4 separate regions of the Mus musculus genome follow, and all the other regions are linked to region 4. A link is a contact called in public ChIA-PET and HiChIP or PLAC-seq data. All regions are on one chromosome and are shown on one strand. Each heading gives the region's core, a stretch centred on a gene start, on an enhancer-like site or on the middle of the called end of the contact. The rest is flanking DNA. Distances are from core to core; before and after follow the strand shown. Region 1 holds the start of Gtf3c3 (general transcription factor IIIC, polypeptide 3). Region 2 overlaps Ankrd44 (ankyrin repeat domain 44). Region 3 overlaps Ankrd44 (ankyrin repeat domain 44). Region 4 overlaps Ankrd44 (ankyrin repeat domain 44).

Region 1 (2,896 bases), core at 345-2,844, 220 kb after region 4:
GAACATATCTCCTCCCACCCCTGTTCACAAACCCCTTTCTCTTTACTTTGTATCTGCATCTGTTGGCTTGTTATTCTCATTTTCCCAGGAGCCAACAGTAACAGAAACCAGCCTAAACATTTGGGTCTCAGCAGAGTGTTTTCCTTTCCAGATAGCCATACTCACTTTCTCTTTCCCGCTTTGAGTGAGTCTGGAAACAGACATAGAGTCTTCCGCACAGTTCCCCAACTCCCTGAAGACTTCAGGGGAGTAATCCTCATAGTTGTTTCTGGGGATAACATCAACACACTCCGTCTGCTCATGTATGTTTTCACGCCTGTGTAAGATCCCTCCTCAGGAGAAACGCAGTGACTGAGATAGTTTTCTGCTATCTGGTAGTCCTGCTCTTGCAGGTCTTGACCTCTGATTCTGCAACCCTGCTACAGATCTCCTTAGCTTGGATTATCATAAAGATGATCAAAGATAGACTCTCGTCTTTGGACCCAGGACTATGCTGAGCTCAACTTTGCCCAAAGTTCCAAAGGCTCTTGTAGTTTCATCTAACTTTACTCACAAATGTGTTTTGAATACATGTTATTAGGTTAGTCAGGTTTATAATAATGACACATAAACTAATGTCTTTGATGTTTATAGGTAATGTCTCTAGAAAAAGAAATAGTTATAATACAAGATAAAATGCAAATCACAAGAGCTCCTAGGAGTTGAAAATAATCTCTCTCTCTCTCTCTCTCCCTCTCTCTCTCTCTCTCTCTCTCTCTCACTCACTCACTTTGACCCCTCTCTTCCATCTCTCTCCCCTCAAGTCCCACCTCAAGTCTTTCCACTTCAGGTGTTGCCCTTTTTCATGTTACAAGTGTTCTATTACCCTCCCCACACCTCTCCCTTTTTTTCCTCTCATAGGTTCCTAAGGATTATTTTGAGAGATGTATGTAACAGATATACAGTAGACGCCCTATGGGAAGAGTTAGAATCCCTTTAAAAGTTTGAGAGCAGCCGAGCGTGGTGGGGCACGCCTTTAATCCCAGCACTCGGGAGGCAGAGGCAGGCGGATTTCTGAGTTCGAGGCCAGCCTGGTCTACAAAGTGAGTTCCAGGACAGCCAGGGCTACACAGAGAAACCCTGTCTCGAAAAACAAAAAACAAAACAAAACAACAACAAAAAAGTTTATGAATACTTGGGACATAAAAGTTGATTGACATTAGAGATAGAAACCCAGGCAAACGCTCTGCCACTGTGCTGCATCCCCAGATCAAAAGTCTCCTGTAGAGATGGTTCAGTGGTTAAGAACACTGACTGCTCTTCCGGAGGTCCTAAGTACAATTCCCAGCAACCACATTGTGGCTCACAGCCATCTGTAATGGGATCTGATGCCTTCTTCTGGTGTGTCTGAAGACAGTGTACTCCTATACATAAAATAAGCAAGCAAGCAAACAAACAAACTAATACATACATCTTTAAAAAAAAAAAAGGCTCCTCTAGCTGGTAGTTTAAGGGAGTCTGGCGCTTGAAAGATGCATTTGGACACTCCCTTGCCTGTGGGAAGAGGCCTGGGGCCTAGAGCGCAGGCGGAACCAGAGTGCGCGGCCGCGGCGCAGGCCGGGAAGGTTTCTAGGGCGGACGCTGGTCCGGTCTCTCCTAGGCGTCCTACAGAGCCTGGGAGTGCTGCAGCTTCCCTGGCCCGCTGCGCAGCGTCGGCCCTGCAGACATGTCGGGGTTCAGCCCGGAACTTATCGACTACCTGGAAGGGAAAATCTCCTTTGAAGAGTTCGAAAGGCGGAGAGAAGAGAGAAAAACCCGAGAGAAGAAAGTGAGCCGCTGGGCCCCCGGTGCTCCTCGGTCTTGTTTTCCCCGAAACCGAGTCGTGGGTTGCCCAGGGTGGGCCCGGGATCCAGCAGCTTTCACCTCTTCCAAAATTTCCGATTTTCACTCCCACCCGAGTACTCAGAGCCTCTAAAGACATCTCCCCACCCGAAAGCCAGCCTTGGTGGGCGCTAACCTCCCCCGACCCCCTAATACCTGTTAAGTCGATGAGCCAGACAGGGTGATCTGATTAGTTCTAAACCTATCTTGCAACTAGGTTGTGACGGTGGTGGGAACCAGGCCTTTTGTTTTTGTGGTCTGTATAGGGGTCTTGGGGATCAAACTTCAGGGCCTCCAGCCTGCTGGACAAAGCTCCCCATCGCAAAGCTACATGCACCCCTGGTGCGCCTATTTTTGAGGAGTCTCCGTGTAATTTTTTTTCTTAGACATAAAAGTAAACCTAACTAACCAGATAGTGAGGATATCTGTTACTTTTTCAAATTTTAATAAAGATCTGAACTTTAAATAGTTTCTCATTTGTTTGAAGGCCAAGGGACCAACATAAAGATCTCTTGACCCTTTTGAAGTTAGCTAATGATTTCTTTCTTGACTCATAGACTTCTATGAACCCTATGGTTTATTTAAAGTCTTAGATTGATGACATTAAAATATTTAAAATCATTCCACTTGTATTTGCAAATGACTTACATAAACTAAAGACTTAAGTACATTGGAACACTTTGAAACTATTCAAATTTAGATTCCACGTATCATAGGGGAGGGTCAACTTTTATAAAGATAAGGCAAATGCCCTATTCAAGGCTGAGAGAATTAAATCTGAATTAGTTTTTGGAACTGTTTAATTCCCAATCACAGAGTGTTCAGGAAAAAGGAAAATCATCACCCAAAGAAAACCCAGATGACTCCGAAGTTCCATCCTCATCAGGAATTGACTCTGCCAAATCCCAGGACAAAGACGCCAATGAAGGTATGTTACTGCTGGCTTTAAATGAGCACTTAAGTAAAATGATTTGATAAAAACACTATTTGCTTTTTACTTTTTATTGCTTTTATGTTTATTGTAATAACATTCTAT
Region 2 (2,916 bases), core at 104-2,603, 250 kb before region 4:
CTTCCTGAGCTAGCTTCCTGGGTGTTGGGATTAGAAGCATGGACCACAATACTGGATGGGATGCATTTTTGTAAAATAATTTTAAAAATTAGATTATAATTGCATCATGTTCCTCTTCCTTTTCCTTCCTTCAAATCCTCCAAGTACCTGCTCTTATTCATGTTGTGATGCATGTAAAATGATTGTGATAAATTTTAGTATTATGTTTGTAATGATTATTAACAACATATCAATGCATATCTTAAATATTGGGTTAAGTACTCATAGAGCATAAAAAGTAAGATATTCCTATTTAGAATAAATTTCATGATCTAGGAGTTAGGAAATTATTTACTGACCATTATTCACCAGTGTTTAGAATAAAATAGACAATATGCAATTGTATAATATTACCATACTATGAAGTATTTTCATGGCTTCTGTTGAACCAGAAACCCAAATATTAAAAGGATGGGGCAATGAATGAGTTGTGGCTAAAGAAAAAGCGCTCAGGTCAATGATTTGTCACATTTTGTTGGACACAGCCAGAGTCAGCTGTGGGCTCCAACATCAGAAATCCGCCTGCCTCTGCCTCTCGAGTGCAGTTCTGGGATTAAAGGCGTGCGCCACCACACCCGGCAAAGGGTAGCTTTTTACAGAGCGTAATTAATTAATGTAACGAAGTCACTGAGATTACTAGGTAGATTATTGTCTTGTGGGTTCAGTTTGATCTGGGTGTGCTGTGCAGCTCACAGTCATCTTGAAGTCATGATCTCTGCTTTCATTGTGATTGTGAGTGTGCACCACCACACTTGGCACTAAAGTAACTTTAAAAAGATACCACATTTCTATGTGCAACTGTTTTAGGAACAGTGAATAGACAGAGGAAAGTCTGGGAGCCGTGTCAGGTGTGACAGCTTTTTGGTCTATCTGGCAAGAGTAGGATTTGGAGTCTGGCATGGGAGGGTTTCTGACTTTTAACATGTTTGAGTGTGGTCTGAGGGGCTATGGTGCACCGTGGCAGGGAAAGCATGTGGCCATCTCGTGAAGTGGCATGAATTTGTGAGATGTTCATGCTGACTAGTGGTTGACCCGAGTGGGTAACTGGGTTTATCTATGAAGTGATCATGGTCTCCCTAGGTGGCTTTTACTTTTCCAGTGACCAAGTTTAGCAGTGCCATCTGACTCCAAAATGTCATCTGTGAGGGGTCACGTGATGACCAGAAATATTGTTGCTCAAGGCTTCCACACTCTGTCCCTCCATCTCCATATAAGCTGTTCTGACAGATCTTAAACCATGGAGTCAGCTCGAGCTCTGTTTCTCTGAGAGCTGCAGTTTGGGCACAGGTAACTGAAACCAGATGTGCCGAGCGAGCGAGCGAGCAAGCACGGGCTGGGCTGTGGCTTTTCTTGCAGAGCATTTGGTGGCTGGGGGGAGGGAGGGAGACGGCTTTTTAACGAACCCTTTGTGCTTTTGTTAGATGCGCGCTTTCCACATCTCAGCTGCATTTGCCCTTGTTGTACCCGAACCCCTTTTGGTATGGATTATTGGTGGACAGGGAGGAGTGAGTATCTGATTTCTCCCATACTAATCTGTCTCCTTTGCCTGTTTCCCGAGTGTACACTGCACTTGGCCTTCTGGGGCCCAAGTTGATTTTTCTCACCTGGCAATTACTTGCTTGGTGGCCAGTTAATGGAGGCCCCTGAAACCCACTAAGGGACTTGGGGTTTGCGTTGTGATTGAGAAGCCGAGGAGACTTCAGGTATGTGTGTGTTTGTGTGCGTATGTGCACAGTGTGTTTTAGGACTCAGAGTCTCACTGGACGTAGAGAATGAATGGCCTCTTAGGCTTTCTTCCAATTCCATCTGACCATTTTGGTGCTCCAGTGGGTTCCCTGGCATTTAGTACGATCACCCACGGGCTTGTTCCTTAGAGGGGGATGTGCTGTCATTTTTTTTTCTTCCTCTTATAATCCCCAGGGACAATATTTTATCAGTCTCTGAAATGTGGGCAGCATGAGGGATATGCAATCTGCTCTCCAGTACAGCCCTGCTGAGCTCAGCCCTGCAATCATGTGGTTCTGAAATACTACCAGCCTGAAACCATAAGAAAGCCTCCGCTTCGCCTGACGTACTCATACTGCTTGACATGAGAAGCTGACATTTTGAAGGCTGTGGAGAAAACAGAATTGCTGACTGCACAAAATGCACATGAGAACTGCATGTGGGCAGGGGCTCTTTCCTTAGCATCGGTGGCGTTCTTCAATGTCCGCTCCATCTTGCAGCACCTGTATCTGCTCTAAACGTTCCCAAGGTCGAAGGTCTCTACCTAGGAGATTTGATCCACTTGCTGGTTGGTGACCTACATATCCGCTCAGGGAAGAGAAGATGGGTAGAGGGGTCCTCAGGGCAATTAAAACTGAGACCATGGCTGTGGCCTGAGTGTGAGGAGAGCCCCTCTTCCCTTTATAGAGATAGGAAATAAGTTCGGATCTATCTGGGTGCCCATTCTGAATGCAGACAGAGCATGGTGCAGAATTGGTGTGTTTTATCATCATTGCCACTCACCACTGATTATTTTTGTATTTCTCTACTGGCTCTCGGAGTCTTAGTGCTTTACACCTTAGTGCACCTAGCCCCTTAGCACCAGCCGCTGCTTTGCTTCCAGCCTTGTTTCTGCCCGGCTCTGCCCGGCCCCCTTCCCACCAGTCCCGGGCTCATTGCTGCAGTCACTTGCTGTTAGGCTGCCCGGGAGTCTGTTGATTAAGTAGGAACTGGTCAAGTACAAGCTGCTTTGAGCTGTTGTTTGGTTAGTGGAAGCCAGGAACATCCGGGTGCTGAGCCACTTCATGTTTTGCTGCAAGCTCCACTAAGGCACTGCCCCTGTGATTCATGGCTCCTTATCTATTTGGTGAGAGCAGAATACTTACACCTGTC
Region 3 (3,126 bases), core at 562-3,061, 140 kb before region 4:
TGTCATGTGGCAGACCTCCAGTAATTTATGGGTTGAGTGAAAGAGCCTACTCCATAATACGGTGACAGCACAGTGTGCCCATTTGTTGTTGATGGATATATGGATTACTTCCATTATGTGTATTATAGTAAGGCTGTTGGATATACCTGTGCAGGTCTCTCCATGGACATAAACTTTTATTTCTTGGGGGAAATCTCAAGACTGAGTGCTTAGATTGTATGGTCCAATCTTTAAGAAATTGTCAAGCTGTTTTCCCAAGTGGTTGTACTGGTTCCACCGGCAGTATATGATAGTTGGGTTCCTCTACCGACCATGTGATACCAACACATGGTATTATTAGTCATTTCACTGTCAACAATCTTAATGAACACTTAACATGATTTTAATCTAAGAATGAATGGTGTTGAACATTTTTCATGTGCTTATTTGCTCTCTGTATATCTTCTTTGATGATATACCTGTTCAGGTCTCCTGCCTAATTTTAATCAGCATTAAGTTCTCCTTTAAAGGTCTGTAGAAGTTATCTGTTTCCAGGTCTTTCTTTGGATTTAAGATCTACTTCATGAGATGAAACACATATCTAAACCTGCTAACGTGGCCAAGAGCCTGAGAATCAGATAGCACATGGGCCCTAGACCTGTCACTATTATTCTGCTTGAGGAACATAGCAATAAAATGACTCCTAAGGACATATTCCTATACCCATAGATCAATGTGTCACTCAGCCCTCACCTTTGTAGCAGATGGGGATTAGCAAAGAGACCCACCACTGGACAATGAGCAGAGAGTGAGAGCCTTTGTAGCTCTCAGACCTGAATGGGATATCTTCATTGGAGTTGGAGATGCTGTTACAGTTTCAGTCTCATTTCTTGTTATAGATCTGCTTAAGTTACTTATATTCTCTTGATTCAATTTTGGTTGGTTCTGTGTGTCTAGGAATTTATCCACTTCTAGATTTTCAAGAATTTTTGAATACAGTGTTCTGCACTACTCCCTTATGATTCTCTGGATTTTCACTGGCATCTGTTGTAATGTTCTTTCTTTAAAAATGCAGTATTTTTAGTCCACTTATTTCATTATATACCATATTACGACTGTAAGGCTAATGTCCCCCTTTTCTTTCTAACTTTAATACCTTGGTTCTTGTCTATTCCTTTGGTTATTTTGCTAAGTGTTTGTTGGCTCTAACATTTCAAAGATGTGAATCTTTATTTAACCGAATCTTTGTATTACCTTTTTACTCTAGTTCGTTAATTTCTGCCTTGATTTGGGGTTTGGCTCAGCCTCTCTCTCTCTTTTTTTTTCCTCCCTCTCCAGGGCTTCAGAGTGAATTGCTGAGTCATTTACTTACATCTCTGTAACGTAAGGGCTTACGGCTAAAGACTTTCCTCTTAAAGTTGCCATAGCTGTACCCTCATAGTCCTGCTCAGTTGTACCCTCATTTTCATTTGATTCTAGACAGTTTAATTTCCTCCCTCTTCAATGTACTGACTGTCCTGCAGCCATCCCAAGTATCTATGCCTTGAGTCATATTTTTATGTGATCTGATAAGCTAAAAAAATGATTTGATTTATTTTCTATTTGTTAAGACTTGCTCTGACTCTTAGAATGTAATCTGTTTTGGAGACTACTCCGTGGGATGCTGAGACAAATGTCTTTTTCCCAGCCATTGAGTAGAATCTTATGTCTGTAAGATCTGTTTGATTTGTGGGGCTGGCAAACTACTTTTGGAATGTATTTGGCAACACCTAATAAAAGAAATGTGTGTATTCCTCTGTGTCTAGAGCTTCCTGTCCTTGGGCTCTGCCCTAGAGAATGCCTCATGAGCACACACAGAGGGGAGTATGTGAAAACCCACACTACAGCACCACTTAGGGGGAGAACTGAAATCAATCTGTCTGTCTGTCTGTCTGTGTCTCTCTCTCTCTCTCTCTCTCTCTCTCTCTCTCTCTCTCTCTCTATCTCTGTGTGTGTCTTTCTCATGTCTTCTGTCTTCTGTAAGGTTTGCTTTGTTGAGCTGAGCTGTGGAATTTTAACTCTAGAGATACTTTTCAAACAGGGCTTCTGAAGCAGACACGGGTTTACCGTGTTTGAGTTTGCTGGTGGGCATATGTTGGCCTGTTACATAAATACCTCTCGGTATTTATGTGGAGTTCAGTCGAAAAATAAACACACCCATTTTGGAAAAAGGTTGATATTTGTTTCCTTTTTTCTTTTCTTTCTGTTTTTTCTGTTTTACTTGTTTTGTTTTGTTTTATAGCCTTCCAGTTCCTAACCTCAAGACTCAGCTTCCTTACCATTTTATGCTTTTTTAAAAAATTTAAATCCAAGTCTCTTTTCTTCACATGATTGAAATCTCTCCAAGGTACCTATTACGTGCTTCTTCAGACATCTGCTTGTCTCAGGCAATCTCTATTCATATCAAGTTAAGCTAGTTGGACCCAAGTTGTCAGTTATTCTCCAGCATCTTTGATCTTTAGTGGAAGTTAGAATTGAAGAGACAACTCAACCTCTAATATTGCTCCAGTGTGTGCATTGGTGTGCAAATTAGTCATACCTAGGGAAGAGACTTGTTTGTTGTATGACAGATATTTAGAATGGGAAGAAAATAATGCCCTTTCAGCCAAGGATTCCCAAAGTACAGGATAAGCAATTCTTCAAGACAGAGGCGTGGGGTACCCCTCCTACTGCTTGTCTAACAGTGTCTTCAGCTTCCAGAAGGGCCTGGCCATATCAAGCTCACTGTGTGCTCATACTTCAACTTCCTCCTTTTCTTTCATCTGCTTCTTCGTGGTAAACAGACAACTTGGGAACTTCCTCTGCTGACCATCTCTGCCATATTGCACACTTAGCTCAGAGCCCAGCTGGCACTGTGTGGCTCTGGCTATTCAGAGAATGGAGTGTTCATCTGCTTTCCTTCTGGAGGACATGGGTCTTCTCTCGTCCCATGTGTCTCTCTATGTGCATAGGGTTGTCTGGCATTGGTGCTAGTGGGTTGTACTGGCTGGTTTTGTGTCAACTTGACACAGCTGGAGTTATCACAGAGGAAGGAGCTTCAGTTGAGGAAATGCCTCCATGAGATCCAGCTGTAAGGTATTTTCTCAATTAGTGATCAAGGGGGAAAGG
Region 4 (3,096 bases), core at 251-2,750:
CAGAAAAAGAAAATCAAAATCACCAGCAATCATACTTCCTGGAGATAATCACATTTAATACACATATGCACGAGCATGCGCAGACACACACCGTGGCCTCTCTTTTTCTTAGTATAGATAAAGGACCGTTCTCCGTGGCGTAAAATATTCTTCTGTATAATTTTGTATGCAGAATTTATAATACTCATGTGTGCAGCTGCCAGAATGAATTCAGTGGTGTTGAACATTCACACTATATCTGTTGCTTGGAGCAGCAAACGATGACAATCTATGTGTCCTGTGGCCAAGTCTTTTTACACATCTGCTGATTTAATTTTTGAAGGACAAAAAAAAATAGGCTAACTAGACAAAGGTAAAAATTATAAAATTGCTATGTAGAAGTGATGTAAGCACCCTAGCTGGTGACTAAAAGTATTTTCCATGATTATCAACATAATCACAGTTCTGGTTTCTTTGCACTTCTTTTGGGCCATGCAGCAGTCTAGGGGACATCACATATATATGTCTGTCAGTGATAGCCTGTGCATACAGCAGTGATCTCATACGGTTAGAATGGAGCTGAAGACGATTCCTTTCTTGTGTAACTTTTACTGCACCTTTGCTGTTTAGATACACAAACCCTTGTGACCCCATGATGTCCATTAGGGTAATGTGTTGTGCATGTTAGCTTAGGCTTAACAGCTCTCTTGGGCAGCCTAAGAGGGGAATAGGCTGTGCTTTCTAGCATTGTGTACAGACTCTCTGAGATATTCCCAGAATGCATCCCCGTGCCCGCTGCACAATGTAAGTGTGTTGTCTCTTTAGTACTGGGCAACCTCTGAGGTCATTGTTTCTCTGCCTTCTCATAGTGAGTATACTGAGTCAGAGAAAGGCCGACTCACTTGTGTCTGACAGGGGTGGACAACCAGGATTTAACATATTCCTCCTTGATTCTGAAGCTAGTATTTTCTAAGGTATCATGATACCATCCGTAGTTATGTTTGGAGAGAGAGCTCCAAAATACTTCTCCTGGGCTTTTCTGGTAAGGATTTTTGCTAGGGTTGTTCTGCCTCCTACCTCTTAGGCCAGGTGGGGGAAGCCTTCTACTCTCAACAATTCTATCCCCAGACAACTGAGCTTTGTCTTGCATTTTAATTGCAACATGCCAGATTATGACAGGACATGAGGAATGTGTGCAAATGCTGCTGGAACAAGAAGCATCAATCCTCTGTAAAGATTCCAGAGGGAGGACACCCTTGCACTATGCGGCTGCTCGGGGCCACGCCACATGGCTGAATGAATTGCTCCAGATTGCCCTTTCTGAAGAAGACTGCTGTCTCAAAGACAACCAGGGATACACGCCACTGCACTGGGCGTGTTACAATGGTGAGTCGAATGTCATCTGAGTCGAATGTCATCTGAGTAGAATGTCATATACTAGACTTTCTAGCCTCGCACCTCTGTGACCTCAGTGGAGGTGAGAACACTGCTGTATGCTGTGGTTACTGGTGTCTGCACCCAGACACTGGTGTCTGTCTTATGTTGTTTTAAACATCCCTCATCCCCACCCCTGTGGCTGTCATGATGCTGAGTAAGGTTTAGTTTGTTTCCCTCTTCCTGTGACACCTCATCAGAGTCGCCAATGGACTTGAGCAACTGTAATCAGAGTTTCTGATCTGCACCAGATAACCAGGAACCACATGAAGTATTAAAACAATGACGGTAAAAACAAAACAGCATACAGTATAGTTCACATACAGTAGAGTCACTCATAAACGCTAGTAGATGTGTAGTTTAGATTTTGGTATTTTTTTTTAATATCCACATTCCACATTTGCTTTGTTGTGTGTGCTACTTGGAATATTCAAATTTTTTATCTCAGTTATTTGGAACAAAAGAGAAATGTGTGCTAATTGTATGCATGTCTCATAATTTTTCCTCTGAGATTATAAATAAAAAATATGCATATTCTTTAAGTGGAATTATACCACAAGTCTCATCCCATAGTTTTCTTCCTTTTTTCTTAGTGCTCCCTTAAAATCCTACTGCAGGCTATCCTTAGATACCATATGCACAATACATAGTTTTAATAGTAATATACTGATAGCTACACACATGCACACCTGCATGCACACTCACACACATACATTCACGTGCATGCACATTCCTTAGAACTTGCTTATTCAACCCGATCCCCCTCTGATGGACTTTTAGGTTAATTTTAGGGTTTCTTTCCTACCATAAACACTGTAGCAGTGCATATTCATATTATAACATGAAAATCTCATTAAATATCCAGAAGTGAATTTTTTAAATAAAAGGCATGTTTTTAGAATTTTAAGGAATAATATTTTGTACAAAAGGTTGCCCTAATGTGATAAAAGTATTTTTGCTACAACTTTGCCAGCCCAGTGTGATTGTATTTCTTTATTTTTGGTAACTTTTTCTTGGTTAAGTTTGCATCTCATAATATAATTTATTGGCTATAGTTCCCTTTCTGAATGTGGCCTTTCACCCATGCCTGCTTTCTCATGGTGAACCGCTTACCTCTTCCCTTGCATCTGTAAGAGCAGGGTGCCTTGGCTATGTGGCTCTTCTGTATTGTGTGTTGGGAGTGTCTCTGTTCCTTGTTTTGAATGCCTTTTGCCATGCAAATGTTTTGAAGTTTTGTGTGGTTGAATCTATTTTGTGGTATCTCCATAATCAGCCTTACGAAGACCTCTTACCCCCTAAGAGAATGGATATCTCATATGAATATTTCTAACTCTACTTCTGCAACTTTATATTTGCATTTCAGTTCCACTAGGATTTTTAGTTTGGAAATTGTGATTATGTTTTCTGGGAAGAGTTTCTGTGCTCAATTACATTGAGTTAAAACTACCTGTGTTTTCATTAGTCTTCGCATTCATTGGTTCTGCCTTAATAAAAACTTATTTTTGCTCTTATCCTACCATTGGCCAGCTGTAAATTTTTTACCTAAAATAATATTTTAACCTGCAACTTGTGAGCTCTCTCTGGCAAGGGAGAAACCACAACAGGAAAGGAAAGGGTGTGGAAGGGTGCTGAATCTGAGGGCAGACACAGGCTGGTCACACAGACTGCATCCTCTCCCTGGGG

The links. HiChIP or PLAC-seq counts read pairs in DNA pulled down with a chosen protein or histone mark. ChIA-PET counts read pairs in DNA pulled down with a chosen protein or histone mark.
Region 1: a contact with region 4 is called in an RNA polymerase II ChIA-PET map of memory CD8 T cells, with 71 read pairs. The contact joins the promoter of Gtf3c3 here to the enhancer-like site in region 4. A contact is called at or near these places in 2 of 39 promoter capture datasets (the 3T3-L1 cell line and pre-B cells), 3 of 484 Hi-C or Micro-C datasets (3T3-L1-derived adipocytes, the C10 cell line and myocytes), 2 of 115 datasets of contacts at active chromatin or transcription factors (effector CD8 T cells and memory CD8 T cells) and 3 of 9 other capture datasets (adipose tissue, liver and pancreatic islet).
Region 2: an RNA polymerase II ChIA-PET map of effector CD8 T cells shows a contact between it and region 4, with 63 read pairs. The contact joins two enhancer-like sites. A contact is called at or near these places in 8 of 39 promoter capture datasets (the 3T3-L1 cell line, 3T3-L1-derived adipocytes, the HPC-7 cell line and 3 more), 2 of 15 datasets of contacts at CTCF or cohesin (both in the NIH/3T3 cell line), 4 of 484 Hi-C or Micro-C datasets (the AML12 cell line, bone marrow-derived macrophages, embryonic fibroblasts and 1 more), 8 of 115 datasets of contacts at active chromatin or transcription factors (the 230-238 cell line, the HPC-7 cell line, bone marrow-derived macrophages and 5 more) and 3 of 9 other capture datasets (adipose tissue, embryonic stem cells and pancreatic islet).
Region 3: a contact with region 4 is called in a CTCF HiChIP or PLAC-seq map of CD8 T cells, with 5 read pairs. The contact joins two enhancer-like sites. A contact is called at or near these places in 2 of 15 datasets of contacts at CTCF or cohesin (CD8 T cells and large pre-B cells) and 3 of 9 other capture datasets (adipose tissue, liver and pancreatic islet).

Annotation. Positions count from the first base shown.
Region 1 is chr1:54,437,724-54,440,619 of GRCm38.p6, reverse strand. It overlaps Gtf3c3 (general transcription factor IIIC, polypeptide 3), which reads left to right and starts at 1,594. Exons shown (of 18, transcript NM_001033194.3): 1 at 1,594-1,807; 2 at 2,677-2,788. The coding sequence starts at 1,706.
Region 2 is chr1:54,905,713-54,908,628 of GRCm38.p6, reverse strand. The region is part of intron 1 of Ankrd44 (ankyrin repeat domain 44); the gene reads left to right. Among named protein-coding and RNA genes, the nearest start is that of Ankrd44, 19 kb to the left of the region's middle. Within about 2 kb of position 1,353, at least 75 of the 459 cell types and tissues checked have an H3K27ac peak or open chromatin away from gene starts, as enhancers often do. A contact at or near this core is called in effector CD8 T cells and memory CD8 T cells, where this site is marked.
Region 3 is chr1:54,798,291-54,801,416 of GRCm38.p6, reverse strand. The region is part of intron 2 of Ankrd44 (ankyrin repeat domain 44); the gene reads left to right. Among named protein-coding and RNA genes, the nearest start is that of 4930444A19Rik, 120 kb to the right of the region's middle. Within about 2 kb of position 1,811, at least 56 of the 459 cell types and tissues checked have an H3K27ac peak or open chromatin away from gene starts, as enhancers often do. A contact at or near this core is called in CD8 T cells, where this site is marked.
Region 4 is chr1:54,659,270-54,662,365 of GRCm38.p6, reverse strand. Ankrd44 (ankyrin repeat domain 44) reads left to right here. Exons shown (of 28, transcript NM_001081433.3): 21 at 1,149-1,365. Among named protein-coding and RNA genes, the nearest start is that of 4930444A19Rik, 21 kb to the left of the region's middle. Within about 2 kb of position 1,500, at least 28 of the 459 cell types and tissues checked have an H3K27ac peak or open chromatin away from gene starts, as enhancers often do. A contact at or near this core is called in CD8 T cells, effector CD8 T cells and memory CD8 T cells, where this site is marked.